Linked DNA regions of Mus musculus: regions 1, 3 and 4 are each linked to region 2. The links are chromatin contacts, called in public HiCAR-type and HiChIP or PLAC-seq maps. All regions are on one chromosome and are shown on one strand. Each heading gives the region's core, a stretch centred on a gene start, on an enhancer-like site or on the middle of the called end of the contact. The rest is flanking DNA. Distances are from core to core; before and after follow the strand shown. Region 1 has its middle 12 kb from the start of Gm25799. Region 2 holds the start of Slit3 (slit guidance ligand 3). Region 3 overlaps Slit3 (slit guidance ligand 3). Region 4 has its middle 32 kb from the start of Gm33277.

Region 1 (2,700 bases), core at 140-2,639, 210 kb after region 2:
ACCTAATTCTTAGCCAGACCTACAGAGGAGCCCAACAGAGAAGTGACAAATGTGGCATGAGCAGAGTTCACTGGGCCTTGAACTAAAATGGAAGTTCTTTCTAGAAATCTGCCCCAAGAAAACAACTTAAGGGGGGGGTAGGGGAAACAACCTATGTATATGGGGATTTTTAAGGGGAAAAACGGGGAAACAAAAAAAGAGTCCTTACATAAATCATGGAGGATGGTCTCAAGAGAACACTGTTCATTCCTTCCAGTGGTGACTCCGAGAGTGAAGTACTAAGATGGAATCTCACAGACTTGATCTTTCAGTTCAAATGAGAGGAATTTCAGCCATTGTATGTCAGCCATTGTATGTCACCTTACAAGTGGCAGAGGAACTAAGGGTGATAGGGTGTGTGTGTGTGTGTGTGTGTGTGTGTGTGTGTGTGTGTGTGTGTTTGAGACAGAGTCTCATTGTGTACCCGTGGCTGACCTGGAACTCACTATGTAGATGAGAGTAGTCTCGAACATACAGAAATCCACCTGTCTCTGCATCCGCAGTGTTAGGGGAAAAGCATAGAAAGCAACGTTACATCTATGATGAGTGAAAATATCCTTGCATCTCTGGGAGAAGACGGGAAAGGAGAACAGGGGATTTACAACAGCAGAAGCAGAGACTTCTGGACACTTTCACCCTCAGAATCTAACAGTGTGTCTGCAGTCTCCCCTCACACACCAGCCGTGTATCCCGGGGTCAGCCTTCCACAGTTACAGTACCATGTTCAACCATGCTGTGTGAACACTGAGAGGGACACTAAGGGAACAGCTCATTTAGAAGTAATACTGATGACCTTGCTATCATTATCTTAATTGCTTGTTTGTCACTAATTTATAAAGTTTATTGTAGATGTTTATGTACAGGAAAATGTGTCTCTCTTGTGTGTGTATGTGTGTGTGTGCATATGTGCATCTGCCTGTCTATTTGCCAGTACTAATTAGGATTTCAGGCATTCACTGAGCTCTTGGGATAGATTCCTCTTGAATAGAGGGGGACTGCTGAAAGCCATTTTGGTTATAAGTCAGAACCCACACTAGAGTTTACATCTAGTCCTCTTTGACTCCTGAGTCTCACCCATATACTCCTTTGAGACAAGGAGAAAAACATCTGTCCTTTAGAGTTCTCATACTATTTATGTAATAAACAGACATTTAAATTAAAACGTCCCAAAAGAGGGAGGGGAAAAGAAAGTCCATAAGACCTTTCCCCCTGTTTTCTTCTGGTCCAGAGCAACAGGACATCACTAAGATGAGGCTTTGATTTTTGCAGCCTGGCCCTTAGGGTTCCTAGTACAAAAGAGAAGGCTGCTGGTAAGAAGGTGACAGGCAACAGACAGGAGCCTATTGAATTGGGAATAGGATAAGCCATGTACTGCCTAAGGCCACTTGATCAAAGTTCTTTCACAAAGACTTCTCAGCTGTTATGTGATGCTACTGAGTGCCAGCCGGAACCCTGAGCTGATGTAGGTGTATGGATGCTCTCAGGGACAGCCTTCCGCATTCCAGCCAGAATCAACAAGCAAAGAACAGTTGTTGTAGGCACCGGGACCTCTGTGTTCTTCGGTATAGTTTCTGGCTTTAAGTGAATGTGCCCATGACGTTTTGCTTCAACAGGGAAAAGTCTCCTGCTTCTGGGTGTATGTTTCTTTTGCTTCTTTCTTCTGCTATTCCAAAAGTCTAGTATCTGGAGAGGTTTTATGTTAGTTCTGACTATTAAAGGTAATGCTTGTTTCTCTTGGCTTCACCCTTCAGAAAGGGAGTGCCCTCCATCAAGACCTTTGTGATCTTTCCACCCAGTAAAGCAATCACTACCTCCCTCATGGCCACTTTTCAGAAAGATTGTATTCTGCCCTTAGTGAGTGGAGATACTCTGGCCTAATGGTGGCTAATGAGCTCTGACTACTCTCACCTCATCCCATCTGGTCAGCAAGTGGCCCTGGCTTCACTCTTCCCCTGCTCTCATGCAGAAGGCATGCCAGAGCAGCTCTGAATCTGCCTGCAAGGGGATAGCTAAAGGGTCAGTGTCCTCCTCAGCTTTCTGACACACCAGGGCAGAGCAGGCTGCAGCCTTCCAGACAGCTGGTTGACTAACGCCAGCTGTGCAGGCTCCAGAGAGGGCAGCGAAAGTTTAAACGTGGGCCATGGCAGAGAGGAAGCAGTGGGAGGCCCCCTATGACTTCAAAGTCAATCCGTATATAAAAATACGGGTGACCAGCAGCTCTCATTGGAGGGCTAATGAAGCCCATCCTGGAAATTGCAATTCCATACGCTTTCTTTGCTACTATTATTGGTTAAGAACCCCAAAGAGAAAAATGAGTGGGTAATTAGCAAGCCCAATGTCAAGTTTAGAAACCCTGCCAAGGACCAAGTTGTTACTAGATGTGTGGGATGGTGGTGGCACCGGGGGAGAAGAGGGAGAGAGTGGGTGGAGGGATTGAAACTGCATTTCTTCCATTGAGCTTTGGAAGACACGGAGAGAAGTTAAGATCACAGTAGTAATCCCTAATCCAGGCTCCAAGGGGAAAGCAGTGGGGAAGCTTAAGGGTGTCCAGGGATGTACCCTTGCATTCTGGGAGCCATCACATATGGAAATGGTCGAAAGCATCTGCGGGGTTTCTTCGGAAGTGGGGAGGTGGGCTGCAGTTCAGGGATACTGCGCTGC
Region 2 (2,700 bases), core at 195-2,694:
TAGGGGTGATAACAGTGGTGGGCAGCTAGGACAACCCGGCTCTTTCCTGACCTGAAGTAGGCAGGACTGAAGAAGACCCGTATGCTAACCCTGAGACAGGCTGGGTAGAGAGCAACTGGGCAGTGCAATGGCTGGAATTGTGACTAGGGCAAGCCTTCACCCACTCAGAGGCTCCAGCTCCCTCCACCACCAGGGCTCCATACTCCCTCACCCCGCCCCCAACTGTGGACTAAAAGGAGCCCACCCCCGGAGGCCAAATTTTGAATTTGGTCGTGAGGATCAAAATGATAAATCTTTCCAAAACGCTGACATAAGAAAAGTAAATATTTGGTTGCACAATTGGGGTTAAAACGAGGGTCAATCCACCCCACTCTCCAAGAGCCTCTCCGCTAGCTGCCAACCCCAGGATCCGAGGCTGAGTGCGGTTTGTAAGATTATAGCGCTAGGTCTCATTTAAAGGGCTGTCAGCATTTCCATTCTCCGGCCCGTTTGGGGAGGCATTTATAACCCGGCCATAAAAAATTCACCCGGGCTGCAACTTGGCATCCCCAATGCTGCACTCCAGGCAGGGAGGGTGTTGAGAGCACCCACTCAGAATCCGTCCGGTTTTTCAGAAGTTAAGACCTCTTTCGTACACACTCAACTTTCCTAGCAAGGACAGCCACACAGCAGCTGGCCCATTCTGATCTCCAGGAGGGTCGCAGGTTTTTTTTTTGGGGGGGGGGCGAGGGGGTCCGGGAAGGAGGCTCTCAGGTCTCTGCGATCGAAACTCCCCATCTCCGTCTAGCTTGCTACCTCGCCTCTCCCTCTTTAAGAAGCAAGGGGTAATGGACCCCTCATACCCAACCCCAAACCTTGAGACCACCACGCTCTCTGACACCCCCCCACTCCTCCGCGCTAGCCTTCTGCTAGCTTTATTCTCCCGATCTGTCAGCGGATAAGCCCCCGGTGCCCTCAACCAGGGAGGCACTACGCGGTCCCATCGCGGGGGCAACTCGTACACTTCTCTCCACACCTGCCCAAAGCCACGCCACCCCCAACTTATTGAGCGTGTCTGACAGCAGGGGTAGGGGAGTAGGGATCGTCCCCCATGCACCGGAGAGGAAAGAAGGACCTGCGCCCTGAGGGCGACTCTGTAGGAGCCAGCCGGGTGGGTGGCCTGAGCGGGCGGGCGGGGTGGGTACTCACAGGCGCTCTGCGTTGCGGGGGATGCCCCGAGGAACGGCGCGCAGGCCCAGCCCGTGGCAGTCCACGCTAGCGGCGGAGCAGGTACACTTGGTGGGGCAGGCGGCAGCAGGGGGTCCGCTCAGGATGCTCGCAAGCGCCAAGCCCAGCGCCAGGCGGGCGCGCACAGCGGCGCCGGCCCCGGTCCGGCCGAGGGCCATGGTGCACAAGCGCCCGCACCCAGAGGAGGATGCCTGGCGAGGCGGGACACGAGGAGCCCGAGGAGGCGCGCGGGCGGCCTGGGGGGCGGGCGGCGGAGTTAGCGCGGAGGAGGGGCGGGCGCGGCGCTCAGGCGCACGGGGTGCGGGCGGAGCGGGGCGCGCCGGGCGGCGGCGGCAGCAGCTCCATCCGTGGGGCTGGCGCTGCCCCGCTGCGCATCACTCACGGTGCCCAGGTACCGAGCGCCCTCGGGTCCCTCTGGGTCGCCGGTAGAGGTGAGGGCTCTGTCTGGGTCCTGGACTGAGCGCCAGGGAGCACCGTGCCCCGGGAAGTCCGGCTCAGGGCTGGGCTGCGGAGCACAGAGGCGGCTGGGGCACGGAGTGGTCCGGAGAGCTAGCCGGCGCTCGCTTTCTCCATTCACTGAGCAGGGTAGACACCGGAGACGCGGGGCCCGGCCCCTCCCGCCCCCCTCCCAAAACACCAGCTCCGCCTCCCATTGGCTGCGCTGAGCGTCACGTCGACTAAGTTGGGAACTTTGCTGGAGCAACCAAGAGCCTGTAGGGAGGAGGCAGCAGGGGAGCTAGAGAGACCCAACTGGGAAGGAAAGGGACTTGGCCAGCCCGGGCCGCCAGGAAAGAAACATTGAAATTCATTTATTCTTGGGAGCCAAGAACTGATAAACCTCGTGGCTTCATTTTTTTTTTTTAATTCAGTCACCGAGCTGGATACAGAATACCCACATGGGAGCATCAGAAACTAGGCTTCATGTTTTAGGTGAAAGAGTCAAAGTTGGACTAAGTGAAATGATTATCCGAGACCATACAGCTACTAGGCATTCTGTACCCTGACACATTTATCCGTGGAAACTTTGCCCCTACCCTAATTAGTGTTCACAGCTAAGGCCAACAACTATTTCCTAGAGGACTTACAGATTAGAGAACACTACACAGACACACAGTCACAGTCAGTCAGTCAGTCAGTCAGTCAGTCTGTCTGTCTATCTCTCTGTCTCTCTCTCTCTCTGTAGTAAATGTAAGAACTTGGACCCCGGTATTGACACCATCACTTCATCTGCTTCCTGTCTAGGGGACTAAGGGGCAATCATGTCACCTGCGGACCTTTATTTCCTTATTTCAAGGTGCCACCGTTCTGACAGACTTCCCTTGCACATCAAAGAAAAGAACGTGATTTTATAAAATAGTGCAGTAGCATGCAAGGGACCTATTCCCCATCCCCCTCCTCCCCAGCCTTGCCTTCATTCTGCCAGTGCCTGCTCTAAATTGGCTGGTCTGAGCTTTTCCAGATGCCGGTGGGGAA
Region 3 (2,853 bases), core at 292-2,791, 250 kb before region 2:
TAAGTGTTAAGCTGATGGTGGTGGTGACATATGCCTTTAATCTCAGCACTTAGGAGGCAGAGGCAGGCAGATTTTTGTGAGTCGGAGGCCAGCCTCTCGTGTACAAAGTGAGTTTCAGGACATTCAAGGCTACACAGAGAAACCCTGTCTTGAAAAATTAACTAACTAGCTAACTAACTAACTAAAAATAATTAAATATCAAGTCACAGTGCTGTTTTTTAAACTGTCTTTTCAAGAATTAAAGAAAAATATGGAGCATGTATGAGACACTTGGTTTTACCAGCTCTCCTCACAGCTCCCCTAAATGAACCATCCCCAAAAGGCAAATGTCCCTAGTGTGCTGCACACTGTGAGAACCAAGCTGAAAAGACCATAAGTTCCTTAAATGAGATGTCTAAATAAAGGAGACACTCCATGTGGCCACAAGGAACAACAGAGCCACAGCTCTCTAGGGGTCAAGGAGCTAACTTTATAGATGACAGTGAGTCACATCCACAGGGGCAGATACATATAGGTCTGGAGGTAAGAGTAGGAGATAAGTCTGGTAACCATCCCAGAGAAGTGTGATACTGGTCATTTTGGTCATCTATGCTATAATGGCGATTCCTGGTTGTCAACTTGACTATATCTGGAATGAACTACAATCCAGAATTAGAAGGCTCACCTGTGATCCAGATCTTGAGGCTGGGAGATACAAGTTTCTGACCTGGATCTTGGCATGGAGATCTTGAGGCATAGTGGCTATGAATCCCAGGAGACTGAAGCAAGGAGATCTCTGAGTTCAAGGTCAGCCTGGGATAAAGTAAATCCCAGATCCAAGCATGGTGGTATACACCTTTAATCTGAGCCACACCTTCTGCTGGAGACCTACCTAAGGGCATTGGAAGAAGGAAGATTCGCTCTTTGTCACCGGATTGCATTTACTTGCCAGCACATCTGTTGGAATCTCCTAGCCCGTGGGACTGAGCAACTACTAGATCCTTAGACTTCCCATTCATAGCTGACCGTTGTTGGGGAGTTGGACTACAGACATAACAAATTCCCATACTATATAGAGACTACCCATAAGTTCTGTGACTCTAGAGAACCCTGATTAATATGTTTTCTGAGACAGTTTTCACATCGGATAGTGGAGGTGACAATGGTGGATGGGCTAAAGCCCAGAGCATATTAGGAAATGCCCCCCCCCCAAAGGAAATGCCCATTGCTGTTTTCTCCCCATTATTCCCACCACAGGCTGGGTGGAAACTACTATGGGAACAGTTCTGTGTAGAAAAAGGTTGCCTTTCACAGGGAATCTCTTGATGCTCACAGTCTGCTTCCTGTAAAAACTTTACATGCTAAGGCTACTATTGAAATTAAATGGCATTCATTTTCCCAAGAACATTTGGAAGTCAAGTCCAAACTTCTCTGGCAAGGTGCAGTTTTACTGAAGTGCATCATCTGTTGCTGACTTAATCTGTTGACGAAGCCAATCAGAGCCTTCCCCCTCTTCCTCTTCCGAGGCAAATGACTCGCCACGCCCCCAATCAAAAGGCACCTTTAATCTGATTCCCTTTCAGTCGCTGACTCACATTCCCTTCTTCCCTCCCCCTCCTGAATGTAACCAGCCTGGTCCAATTTGCTTATATAAACAGGAGGCCAAGGCAGGGGACATCACTTGGCCATAGTAGTTCTGCTTTTAGACACTGCCTCTGCCTTGTTTCCCAAGACCCTTCAGTAGAACCAGACTTGGAGGAGAGTTATATTAAACAGTTTGACTCCAAACCTAAACAGCCCCTGAAGCATTAGTAGTTCAAAGATTTCCTGGTGCATTTATGAAAAGCCATTGATCTGGAGCGAGGTGTTAGGAGACTGGAAATGCACTAAGAAAACTCCTTTGCCGGCAGGAGGCCGAGTGGTCTTCATTAAGGAGTTGCCCTTTATCTGGTAACATTATTGACCTGCCGAGGCAGAGATGATCTTTTCTGGCCTTGAAGCTGCCTCTGTTCAGAAACTATGATAAGAGAGCATTCATTTGAAAGACACGCATGGAAGGAGGTGTGGCTCTATGGCTGCTTGCTTTTCTAAGTTGGATCCCTATATATATATTTTAAACTCTAAATTTCGTGACTACCTTTGATACATCAAAGCCTTAAGAATACTGCGGGTCATTTTACAAATATTTCTTAGTACCTGAGGCTGAGAAAAGCAACATCTGAGAGTTCTAAACTTCAGAACCAGAAATATCACCCAGAGTAGCGTCCGCTTGTAACCCAGAGCCATAAACACCCAAACGGCCAGCTGATCACCTGCAGAACTGTCCAAGCTGCCTCCAATCCCATTGTGTTGCTGCCCGGCTGGGTGACCCGAGTGGAATTCCTGCCGTGCTTTCTCACATTGTGCCGGGCATTAGCAGCTTTGTGGAGCATTGTTGGCTGACTATGGCAACAGGGTGCCTGGCACATAGTTGGCACCTGAGAGAAACCAGCTGTTGCTGTTGCCCACTGCTGCTATAGGATTATTTCTGCAGTCTAAAAGCTGAAGACAACATTCTGCATTTATGTGCATAATCCTTGTATTTTTCTGGGAAGTGGTCCATACATTTTATCTTCATTTCTCCCCAAAGGGAACAAGCACTAAGCTAGCCAGGCTAACTCTCTCCTTTAATTGATGAGTAAAATCCTACCCATGGGTTGTACTGTTTTTCTCACAACTACACAGTAAGTCTGAGGCAAGGCCAGAACTAAACCCCCAAAGCCATTGACGCACACTGTCCAGTGTTTTGCCAAGGATTCGAAACATTACGAAAAGCAGTCTAGGAGCTTCTCAGCCTTGCACAGAAGTGACCTGTAAATGGAAGTGGAATAGAAT
Region 4 (2,700 bases), core at 63-2,562, 150 kb after region 2:
AATTCTAGGAACTCTCAAATTGCAGAGTCTTGAACTCGGGAATTGGTAGATATTAGGAAATCAAAAGTGGACTTTAGGAGTTCAAGGAGGATCCACATGCCCTTTGGGTGTACATACATAATCATTACATGTCAATCCATATGAAAGAGGAGGCAGATAGAGAGCCAGTGAGGAAGAGGGGAGGAAGAGAGGGAGGGATGGAGGAGGGTACTCTGGCGACTCCTTACATGCTATACTTGAAATAGGGATAACAACTAGACTTGACATAAATGTTTATGCTAGGAGTAAACTCAAAAGAGAGACCAGAAGGAAATACTTATTATAGCCCTAACATTGTATTAAATATGGAAAATAGGTGTTTCCCTAAAATATATATATACTCTATGACTTTTGATATCTCAATGGTTAGTGCCAGTTTGGATAACAACCTAAATCTGAGCTTACTGACTTCAGATATATCTTAATATCTGAAGATACCAGATCTTATACTTCAGATACCACAAGCAAAGTTTTTCTTAATGAAGTAGTTCAATACAAGTATGGTGCTTAACATACAGGAAGAATGTAATAAATATATCTTGTTTCATGGGTAGATAAATGGATGGATAGAAGTTCATAGTAGCCACTGACCAGAGTGGGGACTCCCATCTTTTCTTCTCACTTGCATCCCAACTACCACAGAGTTTTGCAGGGCAGGTGTTCTTGGTACTTTTCCTTGAGGGGACCTGCCAGGTGTAAGTATCTTATGGGCCAGAGACTCTTCATCCAGTTTCCAAGGTCACACTTCTCAGAGGACAAGCCAACCCAAGCCTGACTGAGGGATGTGGACAACTCAGAAGGTCTTCAAAAGATGGGTGAAACCTGGGAAGAAGTCTTACAGGAATCCTCAATTGAATCATCTTGATAAACCTCCAGTCCCATGGCCATAGGCCTGTACAACTTTGTTGTTGGCTGGTTTGACCTTATGTCTTAATTCTTATTCTCTTACACATGTAGCCTCAGAGCCTGCCTATTTCCAGTGCTTTCAAATGTTTGGGAAGTCAGTCACATTTAAGTTTATCCTCTTACTATTTGGATGACAGGAACTATTTGTAAACAGAGCACCCTGCCAGTTACCAGCATTTATTTGCAGTTATATCACAAATGTTTTTGGAGCTTGTGTTTATCTATAATTTGACACATCAAGAGGACTTTTTGCTCTTGGCTCAAGCTCCTGCCAAGGCAAATGGTTATGTGTTAAAGTTGCTTTCATCAGACCTTCACAGACCTCATGGCTGACTCTCTCATCTCCCTCCCATCAGGGTTACCCAAGCTGATGTTAAGAGAGCAATTGAACACATATGTGACAAGCTGGAGAGCCCAATGAGAGAAGAACAGGCAGGGGGTGGAGGGCAAGCTCCACTGTTCTAAATAAAGGGCTGTTTTCAGAGAAGCTTGGCTCTGACATCCACAAAGGCCATTTGGCAGAGACCCAGCTGCTCTCCAACCACCTCTGTGTTGATTATGGTGATTGCTCTTTGCTCCACTGCTAACCTCTGAGGAAGATGTGTCCGGCCCCCAGAGGCATCTGTTTCACTCTGCTTGCTTACCCACCATTTCAGTTAAGCCCTGAGAAATCCTATCTTGGCCAATAGACAGAGGGAAGTTCTCAGTTGGAAAGATGGATGCTTTTGATGATGGATCTTGAAAATCATAGTACTTCATTGCTGGAAGGAGACCCTTCTAAATGATTCAATCCAAGCTCCAGATTATCTAATTCGTGTATTCATTCAACAAATATTTGCCAAACGCCTTCCACATGCCAGGCACCATTCAACATCATAGGGGAATACTGGGAACGAAATGGGCAAGGCCCCTCCTTCACGGGGCAAGTAAACAAATACCATGATTTTAGGGAACATTTGCTTCAGGGAAGATGACTAAAGAGGGTAACGTGAGAGTGAGTGATTGGTGAAGTGATTCTTCAGAAAGAGAAACCCCAAGAGGAGGCAGGATCTGAACTGAAAATAAATTATAGGAGACTCACCAAGCAAAGATCTCCGAGGAGACAGACACAAACCAGCCGGTGCAGCTGACATACCAGTCAAGGCTATGAAAACAGAAGGTTGGCATGAAGTTGAAGCTTACAAGGTGGGGTTGAAAAAGAGCAGAAAACAGATCACACAGGACCAGGGGTGGGGAGGCACTAGGATGAGGGCTTTTTGTCTAATCCACTTGGAAGCAAGAGCAACAAGGGAGTTTTCCTCTGCAGGAATTTGCAGGCAGCAGAGATTGATCCTGAAATCTCTAGATTGATTAATCTAGATTGATTAATCTAGGGATATGCTACTTTCACAATGAAAATCGCCCAAGATTGACATATTCTCCCAGACTGTGTTGTTTTGTGTGCTTGCTTCTCTGTGTGCTTTTCCATATTTTCCTTCCCTTCTGTTCCAGGATCACAGGGATTGTGATCCTGGGGTTCATTTTCAAAGCATTGCTTGTCTCAGAAGCCCACCTCTGCCAACAGTTAACAGTTATGATAATTTTATTTCAGTTAGCTTTTTTATTATAAAATTATGTACCTGCCTCGATTGATAAACTTGTGATGATTTTGATGTCTGGCTTGACTATCTTTAATGTCACATGAAAGATGTAGAGTCAATATTAAGGAGGAAAAGTTTCAGCACTGGGGTTGGGAGGTCAGTTAAAATAACGTGT

What was found. HiCAR-type assays count read pairs that join an accessible place to other places. HiChIP or PLAC-seq counts read pairs in DNA pulled down with a chosen protein or histone mark.
Region 1: a contact with region 2 is called in an H3K4me3 HiChIP or PLAC-seq map of embryonic limb bud, with 2.9 times the contacts expected there. The contact joins the enhancer-like site here to the promoter of Slit3 in region 2. A contact is called at or near these places in 6 of 39 promoter capture datasets (the 3T3-L1 cell line, cranial neural crest, liver and 2 more), 4 of 484 Hi-C or Micro-C datasets (the C3H10T1/2 cell line, cochlea, gonadal supporting cells and 1 more) and 7 of 115 datasets of contacts at active chromatin or transcription factors (the NIH/3T3 cell line, craniofacial prominence, embryonic forebrain and 4 more).
Region 3: an H3K4me3 HiChIP or PLAC-seq map of embryonic limb bud shows a contact between it and region 2, with 5 times the contacts expected there. The contact joins the enhancer-like site here to the promoter of Slit3 in region 2. A contact is called at or near these places in 12 of 39 promoter capture datasets (3T3-L1-derived adipocytes, cranial neural crest, embryonic stem cells and 6 more), 15 of 484 Hi-C or Micro-C datasets (differentiating embryonic stem cells and embryonic stem cells) and 13 of 115 datasets of contacts at active chromatin or transcription factors (SST interneurons, craniofacial prominence, embryonic basal ganglia and 8 more).
Region 4: a contact with region 2 is called in a HiCAR-type map of fibro-adipogenic progenitors, with 2.1 times the contacts expected there. The contact joins the enhancer-like site here to the promoter of Slit3 in region 2. A contact is called at or near these places in 3 of 39 promoter capture datasets (the 3T3-L1 cell line and hippocampal neurons), 1 of 15 datasets of contacts at CTCF or cohesin (the NIH/3T3 cell line), 3 of 484 Hi-C or Micro-C datasets (adipose-derived mesenchymal stem cells and embryonic fibroblasts) and 3 of 115 datasets of contacts at active chromatin or transcription factors (craniofacial prominence, fibro-adipogenic progenitors and heart atrium).

What each region holds. Positions count from the first base shown.
Region 1 is chr11:34,909,405-34,912,104 of GRCm38.p6, reverse strand. No RefSeq gene overlaps it. Among named protein-coding and RNA genes, the nearest start is that of Gm25799, 12 kb to the right of the region's middle. Within about 2 kb of position 1,389, at least 10 of the 459 cell types and tissues checked have an H3K27ac peak or open chromatin away from gene starts, as enhancers often do. A contact at or near this core is called in embryonic limb bud and second pharyngeal arch cranial neural crest, where this site is marked.
Region 2 is chr11:35,120,200-35,122,899 of GRCm38.p6, reverse strand. Slit3 (slit guidance ligand 3) reads right to left here and starts at 1,444. Exons shown (of 36, transcript NM_011412.3): 1 at 1,189-1,444. The coding sequence starts at 1,385.
Region 3 is chr11:35,369,674-35,372,526 of GRCm38.p6, reverse strand. The region is part of intron 4 of Slit3 (slit guidance ligand 3); the gene reads right to left. Among named protein-coding and RNA genes, the nearest start is that of Gm46277, 83 kb to the right of the region's middle. Within about 2 kb of position 1,541, at least 8 of the 459 cell types and tissues checked have an H3K27ac peak or open chromatin away from gene starts, as enhancers often do. A contact at or near this core is called in embryonic limb bud, where this site is marked.
Region 4 is chr11:34,972,328-34,975,027 of GRCm38.p6, reverse strand. No RefSeq gene overlaps it. Among named protein-coding and RNA genes, the nearest start is that of Gm33277, 32 kb to the right of the region's middle. Within about 2 kb of position 1,312, at least 17 of the 459 cell types and tissues checked have an H3K27ac peak or open chromatin away from gene starts, as enhancers often do. A contact at or near this core is called in fibro-adipogenic progenitors, where this site is marked.